Linked DNA regions of Mus musculus: region 1 is linked to region 2. Evidence: chromatin contacts called from public promoter capture Hi-C data. All regions are on one chromosome and are shown on one strand. Each heading gives the region's core, a stretch centred on a gene start, on an enhancer-like site or on the middle of the called end of the contact. The rest is flanking DNA. Distances are from core to core; before and after follow the strand shown.

Region 1 (3,761 bases), core at 841-3,340, 57 kb before region 2:
CACTGACCTTACACCCAAATCAAGAGAATAGAAAGCTGGGTGTGGTGGCGCACGCCTTTAATCCCAGCACTTGGGAGGCAGAGGCAGGTGGATCTATGTGAGTTCTGGCCAGCCTGGTCTACAGAGTGAGTTCCAGGACAGCCAGGGCTACACAGAGAAAACCGGTCTCCAAAAACCATAAAAACAAAACAAAACAAAACAAAAAAGAGACTAGAAGAGTCAAGGGATTCTCTTATGTGAGCACTACTGCGGCTCCTCCAAACTCAGCACCTTACTCATCCTGGAGAAGGTCACGTATGACCAAAGGCTTAAAGACGTGAGAAAGATGGTTAGGTAAAGGGCTATGTGGCCCTTGGCCCCTGTGCTTCCACCACATACATTGTTTTTGAGACAGGGTTTCATGTAGCTCAGGCCCTCAGACTCTCCATGTAGCCAAGGATAACTTTTAGCTTCTGATCTTCTTCCCTCCGCCTCCTGAGTGGTCAAATTGCAGACGTGCATCACCACACCTGATTTTATTCAATGCTGAGGATTAAAGCCAGGGCTTCAAGTGACACAAGGCACACAGCCTAGCAACTGATCTTTCCTACCCAGCCCATTCCCCATTTTTGAAGCCAGATGTTATGGAGCCCAAGCAGGTCTTAAACTTGTGATCCTCCAGCAAAGGCACTGCAGGGCAGGCTCCTGCGTTAAGAGTCTCTCCCACGTGTTTCCTTTGCCTAGAATAACGCTCCCCACATAGCCCCTTATCTGACCTGAGTTTGTAGGAGGCTCAGTAGTACTTGCATAAGAGCTAATGGTATTTATCAATAATTCCAGCACTGGGGAAACAAAAGGATTCTGGGGCTTGTTGACCAAGTGCGGCTGAAGTAGAGAACTCCAGATTTAAGAAAGACTCTGATTTAACAGATGAAGTAGAGACTGATAGAAGTTATCAATCTCTGATATCAACTTTAGCTTCCATGTACTATACATGTAACTAGCAAGCATGCCTTACACACCACACACACACACACACCTGTTACCTGCTCAGTTGGGGAGGCAAGAGGGTGAGTAGTTTAGTGCCAGCCTGAGCTACATAGTAAATAAATAAATAAAAAGTAAGTAATCCTAACACTCAGTAGGCAGAGGTCGGAGGCCAGCCTGAACTACATGGAGAGTGCCAGGACAGCCAGAAATACATAGAGTGACCCTGTCTCAAAAAAAAAAAAAAAAAAAAAAAAAAAACCTTAAATAACAAAAGGGCTGGGAGTGTAGCGAGGTGAGAGATCACTTGTCTGTCATGTCCAAGACTCTGAGGTCAGTGTCCAGCACTACACACAGAGAGAGCAAAATGTTACCAGCTTCTCAGCTGACTACCCAGTGTCCACATAGCTCGTCCTCCTTCCTCAGCTCCATCTTCCTTTCTCCACAAGACTTGCCTTTTCCCTTACCCCACTGATTCAGTGTGGATCACTCGGATGACTCCTCATCAATTAATGAAAATTAATAAGGTTTTTAAACTAAATCAAAAGAAAACTCAAAGTATGTTTAGACAAACATGTTTAGTCAAATAGGGAATGAAGAAATGAATTAATTGATCAAAAATTAGCCAGTCTCCACAGTTCAGTACTAATGGTAGGTGCTCCAACTTCACAAGTTCTGGTTCTCTGACGAGAGCTGCACTACTTGCAGTTAATGACAACACAGAATGCATAGAGCCCTTACCCAACAAGAACCAGGAAGCTGAAGGACAAGCTGGACAACCAGCTTTTCCCTGCGGGCGCTCAGAACTTGCCTGCTTTATTTCAAAGCCCTTTTCAGCTTTCCCTTTGTTGGCAAAGCCTGACTAAAGCTGCACCCCAAAGGAGTCAGACAGGCCCCACAGGACCTGTACACAGCCTCAAACTATCCTGATAAAACACCCAGTTTATCCCCATTTGCCTGTTTCCAAGTTTGGGAGTAATTTTTCTTGACATTCAAACCCTTATATATAGAAGTTGTTTAACAATGTTTGCGAGGGTTGATAACTCTGCTAGGTAAGCTCGGTAGGCACATTTAGCTGCACCCGCACTGCAGCGTCTCTGGAGACTCAGACTGATGGGAACGTGATGAATGTGACATGTGCACAGTATTTTTAGAAACAGAGCTTTTTATAAACTTCTGTTCCCTTGTATTCTGTAGCCCCGAGATGCCTGAAAATGAAGCCACCTTCGCAATAACCGCTGGAGGGATCGGGGATGCCAAGGAGTAGGTGGGGAATTGGTACAGACTGCTTCTTGCTGCTTATTAGGGGCTGGAGAAGTGGGAAGCAGCCTTGAATTTACATCTTGAAATAAGAGTTTGTTTTTTTCCCCAAGTGTTATTAAAAGAAAGTCAGCAAAAGCGATGTGAAGCTTATATTTATCTTAAAAGTTCCTTCCTGATATGCAACCAACTATATATATATACTGCATGTTGATTCAGAAATATGCATACATATTCTTGAATTACTTGATAGACACATATGCATAAATGTGCCTGTCAGGTATTGGGGAAGGGGTACCCAGTGCCCTTCCTTCTGCCTACTAAAGTAAGCCATTGAGCACACAGAAATTCAAAGGAGCTCAGATATGTATCATCTTCCCCACAACCCCCCAACCCCAGACTTCTCATCCAGCATTTCTTGGGGCATAGCACCAATGACTATGGTGCTGGGACTGAGAACTGGGTGCTGTTCCCCAAGAGAGCTCATGTGAGGTGAAAGCTTGGAGTATACATGAGCTGTTTGTAATCACCCTGGTGGCCTTCACATGCATCTTTACAATAAGAGGAGAGAAACATTAAGCCAACTTTTCAATCATCTGATATGTCAAGTTGAAATGACTTTTAAAAAATGTGTTATGATAATTGGGCATGGTGGTGCACACTTGTAATCTCAATATTTGGGAGGCCTAGGTAGCTTTAGCTACCATGCCCAATTATCAAAACTGGCCTGGGCGATATGACACTATCCAAAAATGGTATGTTTTTATGTTTTGAGTGGAGAATTCAAAGTTGTTGTTTTTTTAATTTTAGAGCTAATATAAATGTAAAATCTATAGCTGAGACATCAAAGAATTTGTGAAAGAACATTGTTTTTGAGTGTGTGTGATTGTCAAAAATAAAATCTAGTTTTCAAAATATAAGACTATTTAAAAATTAAAATACTAATATATAATTGCTACAGGTGATCTTTTATATTGTGTTAACTAAAATGAAAATCCAAAAAGTAAAGTATTTACTACTAAAGGTTTTTGATTCTGCATTCAGTCATTTACTGGTTAGCTCTTAGATGGTCCATGCTAATAGACAAGGAGTGGGTCCTGCCCCAAGGAGCAGCACACTGGAGAAGGGACCAGTGCTCAGGAAAATGAGAGAGCGAATGGTGAGGATTTGGATTGACCCTAATGCATGAAGTCCTAATGCAGGGGAGGAAGGGCATAGACCACAGAGGCCTGAGGGCTCCCTGGGGCAGCAGAAAGCTGGGTCCTGGGAGGCAGAGCCCTTCCGCCTTTTTCTCCTGTAAAACCACAGAAGTGGCTCCTCTGAATAAAGCAGGAACAGAAACATCTAGGAACAGGTGTTCTACATTCTGCAAATTCACTTAAATCATTTTACCAGCAAGTACTGAAGCATTGTTTTGTTCTAGGAAAGGAATTTGTTACTAAAGGCACTTAAAAACAAAAAGCAAAAAACTTTCTTGAGCTGGAGAAGTAGCTCAGAGATTAAGAGTGCTTACTGCTCTTCCAGAGGTCCTGAGT
Region 2 (4,229 bases), core at 628-3,127:
GTGGCCTGCGTAGCATTCACGAGTCTTGTCCCGGAAGGTCTGCTTGGCACAGGAAGCCAAAGAGATTGGAGACTCAATCAGTTCTCCATAAGTTTGTGTGCTTCCCTTCCCCCCCAGCCCCCCCCCCCAATCCCGAGAGATCTTCTCCCTCTGTGATCTGGGTCCAGTCTTCCACGGCCAGAGGCTCTCTGCTTGCAGGTCTTCTAGACTCCTATGGCCACAGAGAAGGGCTTTCCTCACCTGCTTCCTTAGAAGGCTAGGTGACAAACGCTCAGGAACGTGGCTGGCTCGGCAGGAACTGGGAGGTGCTTCCAAGAGTGTGGGACCCAGACCTGAGCTCTCTGGGGGATTGGGGGAGGAAGGTCTGGACCTTCTCTTATAGTGCTGGTGAGATGCCTCCATCTTTAAGAGGTTTGCTGCTCTGGCAGAGTACCCAAGTTCAGTTCCCAGCGCCCACATGTCACTTCACAGCTGCCTATAATTCTAGTTGCACGGAACCTGACAACTTCTTCTGGCTTTCACAGGCTCCTGCCCACATGTAGCACACATGCACGCACATGGGCATCTGTACATGCATGGTGCACATACGGACACACACAGGCATCTGCACACATAGACATAAATAAAAAAGGAAAGACAGATTAGTAAGATGAGAAGAAAACAGGGACTAGGGTTTGTTGACTTCCACTCCACTGGGTGGCCTTTTGCGAACTTTTGGACGTCTGTGGGTCCTCAGTTTCTCCTTTGTGAACTGAAGCCTTACTGATAGACTGTGCCACTATTAGGGTTCTTCCAAAAGAACGACCTCTGTCTCCTGAAGTGGGGGTGCTTAGGGCCCTTAGCTGCTAGAGCTTCGGGAGAGGATGCAGACCACCCAGGAGAGGGTCAGGGCCACCGGGACCCCCACAGGACTGGTTCCCACCTACCCTCCTCTGGGCTCGGAGAACCCTCCCCACCTGTCCCCAGGGGCCTCGCAAATCCGGGAGTGGATCCTCCTTGGAACGGATCCTCCAGTAGGAGTGCGGCGGGGCGAGGAGGAAAACCCGGGCAGGATCCGCGCGAGAACCGGACGGCGCAGCCTTCCCCCCCCCCCCCCCCCCGTCCCCGACCCCCGACTCCTGCTGGAGTCCTGGGTCCCGGGCGCTAGTGGCCTGCCCGCGTGGGTCAGACGCACCAGGAGGGCCGGGGTGGGGTCCGCCTGGGGCTGGCAGCCGGGGCGCGCTGCCTCCGCAGCGGGGCGCGGGTCACGTGTGAGGAGGGGCGAAAGTCTCCGAAGCGGGGCGCGTGCTGCGAGTTGGGAGTTCTCGGCGCGCCGCGGGCGGCGGGAGCTCAGGCTCCCGGGCGAGCCGGGGACGCGGCGGGGACCGGGTCCCAGACGGAGGGGGCGGCGGCGGGAGTGGGAGGGACGCAGACAGAGAAGGACACAGCCGGCCGAGGAGGCGGCGCGGGGCGAGGCTGAGCCCGGGCAGGGGCCGGAGCGCGGCGACCAGGTGCCACGGCCCCGCGGGAGGAGAGGCGGCACCGGGGCACAGCGGCGGGGACCTTGTGGCAGGCGCGAGGTGGCCACAGAGCCAGGAGACCCCAGAACTGAACAACGAGAGGGTCGTGGGGCTGTGGGTAACAGCGGGCAGTGGGGCGCCTTGGGCCCCTGGACCCCTCGACCCGAGCCCGGGCTCCACGATGCTGCCGCCCGGGCGGCGCCCAGCTCTTGACGCGGGGCAACGCTGAAAGTTACGCAGGGAGCGGCGCGGGACAGCGCGGAGACCCCGAGACCCACAGAGGCCGCCTGGGTCAGTGGCGACATCGCGGGCAGGCGGCGCCCGCGTCCCAAGCCCGGCGCCCCGGACTCCGCCCGCCGGACTGCGCCGGGGGATGTAGCGGACACTCGCCGCCCAGACCCTCCTCGGACCTTACGCCCCGGGGTAAGCTCGGGCTCGTCCATCGCGAGTACTCTTCGTCCGTCTGTCCGTCCCAATGTCTGTCTAGCTCAGAGAGTTGTTTGTCCTGCCGCTCTGGCCATACCCGTCCTGCACTTATCCATCAGACCCGATTCCTGAAGGGTCCCAGTGTGGACCTGTGACTTCCCCCAAGCTGGCGCGCTCCGTTTATTTGGCCATCAGAGCGTCTCCTGTGGGTTGTGGCTGGCAATAGAAGGGAGATGGATGACAGAGATTTGACCTCCTGCCCTGGCGACGGCCCTTCTCTGCCCCCGCCCACCTCCATGCCAGGAGCTGCGAGGCAGGTGACTTGCAGCAAGGTGGGAAGGGGGCGTCTCAGCTTCCCACCACCCACCTGCAGTCTCCGTGAATGGTTCGGAGTATGACAGAAATCTCCCTTCTGCTGTGTTAAGCACCTGCCTTGTGCCAGATAACCCCAGGGTAGGTGAGCCGGTAGTAGCTGAAGGAATGAGGTAACAGTAAATGGAGCATTTCGGGGATTAGAGTGGTGGAAACTAAGGCTGTAGAGAGAGGGGCAAAGATGCTTTTTCTTCTGCAAAGGGGAAACAGCAAAGAGTCATGCCGTGGGCTCTAAGCAAGGAGAACTTCACCACCACCTGCAGAATGCCCACTAACCAGGTCAGCCTACTACTGCCCCCCCCTCCCCCACAAACTATGCAAGGGGACTCAGACTTCAGGGCAGGGAGCTGTAGACCAGCTTGGCAGGCAGCAGTGCCCTCTAGGCACCACACAGGGTGGCTGGGCTGCCCTAACAGGGAGGGCCTCAAGAGGGGGAGAGCTCCAAGTAGTAGGCTGAAGGACCTAGGGACCAGACGAGGTGTCTAGCCCTGGACAGAGAAGGGCTGGATCCAGGGATCCAATATTCACTCCACCCCCACTCCCATCCATCCCTGCACCTTGCAGGACTGCTAGGAGTCCAGAGCCATGTGTAGCCTTGACTTGGCTTCTGAGGGGAGCAAGTGGAGAAACAGGACAGTTAGGGCAAGTGGAGCGGGAGGACTGAGCCTGGAACATTCTGCTCTGCCCTCCTATGGAAGAAGGGTCTCTTTCTGAAGTTTTCCATACTGGGCATCAAGGCTCGTATATCCCTTGGTCCAGGCTTCAGAAATGAGACCAGCTAGTTGAGACACTGGGCAAGTTATGCTCCTTGAGCCTCTGCCAGCACATCTGTGGAATGGGGACACCAGACCTGCCCCACTGACCTCCAATGCAGGGCCTTTGAGCTCTGTGAGCAGAAGACTCTTGGTAGGCTGAAGAGAGGGGTGGGCAGATGGGGGTGGGGGTAAGAACTCAGTTTACTTTGAGGGAAAATAAGTAGTTACCAGTGGCAAGAATATGGCTGGAAATGCAGACTGACAGTAATGGAGGTGTCTAGGCATAAGTGGGGGGACCTGGGACTTGGGCGCTGTACCTAATGTTACGCTTAAAGAAACATCTTCCTAGGGGAAAAAAAATAGAGGTGACTGGCCAGACAGAAATGTCCGCGGGCTCCCACTGGGGTGACCTTGGGCAGTTAGCTTGACTTCTCTGAGTCACAGTTTGTACCAGTGGAGAATGGGACTTCATGTCATTGTCACTGGCTTGCATACAGTGTCAGGGCCCTGGGAAAAGCTTGCAGAGCCAAACCATGCAGGTTCTAAAGAGACATTTGTGGATCGGAGGACAAAGTCACTCTAGGATGCTGTGGGAAGATTTTGGGGCTTAGGATGAGAGGGAGGGGGAGGAGGAACTGTGTGGGCTTACACAGGGCGGGCTGGTTCTTAATGTGGATCTGGGGGAGGCGGGGGCGAGTGCTGAGGGGGGTGTGAGGAGGAGGGGGCCCCCTCTGCGGGGACCACTGAGTCACGAGGACATGTAAGCGACATGACAACCAGCAACGTGGTAACCAGGAAACAAGCAATGGGAACGAAGCTGGAGCAGTGTGTCGTGGTGGGGGAGGGCAGACTGGCAGCACCCAGGCTTGGAGGGTCCGTGGTGGGTTAGGCTGGTCGGCCTGCAGGGGGTGCGGGCCAAATAGGCTGGGTAAGAACGGAAGTGTAAGAAGTGACAGGAAGCACCCAGGGGCTCAGCGGGGCAGGGGGCTTCTCTGGTCCCTCCCCGCTCTTCTTTTCCTCCACATCCCCACTCTTCATGCCTCTCCCCCTAGGATGCCAAATTTGGCTCACGCAATCTGTCGTCTCTCTTCTGAGATTGGCACGGGGATGGAAGCCGAGTGCATTACATCAGCGCCTGATCCCCCTGCACTGGGGGAGGGAGGGGAAGAACCGAAGA

What was found. Promoter capture Hi-C pulls out the DNA fragments that hold promoters and counts their contacts.
Region 1: a contact with region 2 is called in a promoter capture Hi-C map of hippocampal neurons, with 1.6 times the contacts expected there. The contact joins the enhancer-like site here to the promoter of Kcnj4 in region 2. A contact is called at or near these places in 2 of 39 promoter capture datasets (hippocampal neurons and pre-B cells), 6 of 484 Hi-C or Micro-C datasets (CD8 T cells, the G1E-ER4 cell line, memory CD8 T cells and 2 more), 2 of 115 datasets of contacts at active chromatin or transcription factors (embryonic stem cells and neural progenitor cells) and 2 of 9 other capture datasets (adipose tissue and pancreatic islet).

What each region holds. Positions count from the first base shown.
Region 1 is chr15:79,560,985-79,564,745 of GRCm38.p6, reverse strand. Dmc1 (DNA meiotic recombinase 1) reads left to right here. Exons shown (of 14, transcript NM_010059.3): 14 at 2,164-3,249. The coding sequence ends at 2,233. Among named protein-coding and RNA genes, the nearest start is that of Ddx17, 16 kb to the right of the region's middle. Within about 2 kb of position 2,090, at least 9 of the 459 cell types and tissues checked have an H3K27ac peak or open chromatin away from gene starts, as enhancers often do. A contact at or near this core is called in hippocampal neurons, where this site is marked.
Region 2 is chr15:79,502,889-79,507,117 of GRCm38.p6, reverse strand. Kcnj4 (potassium inwardly-rectifying channel, subfamily J, member 4) reads left to right here and starts at 1,877. Exons shown (of 2, transcript NM_008427.5): 1 at 1,877-1,922.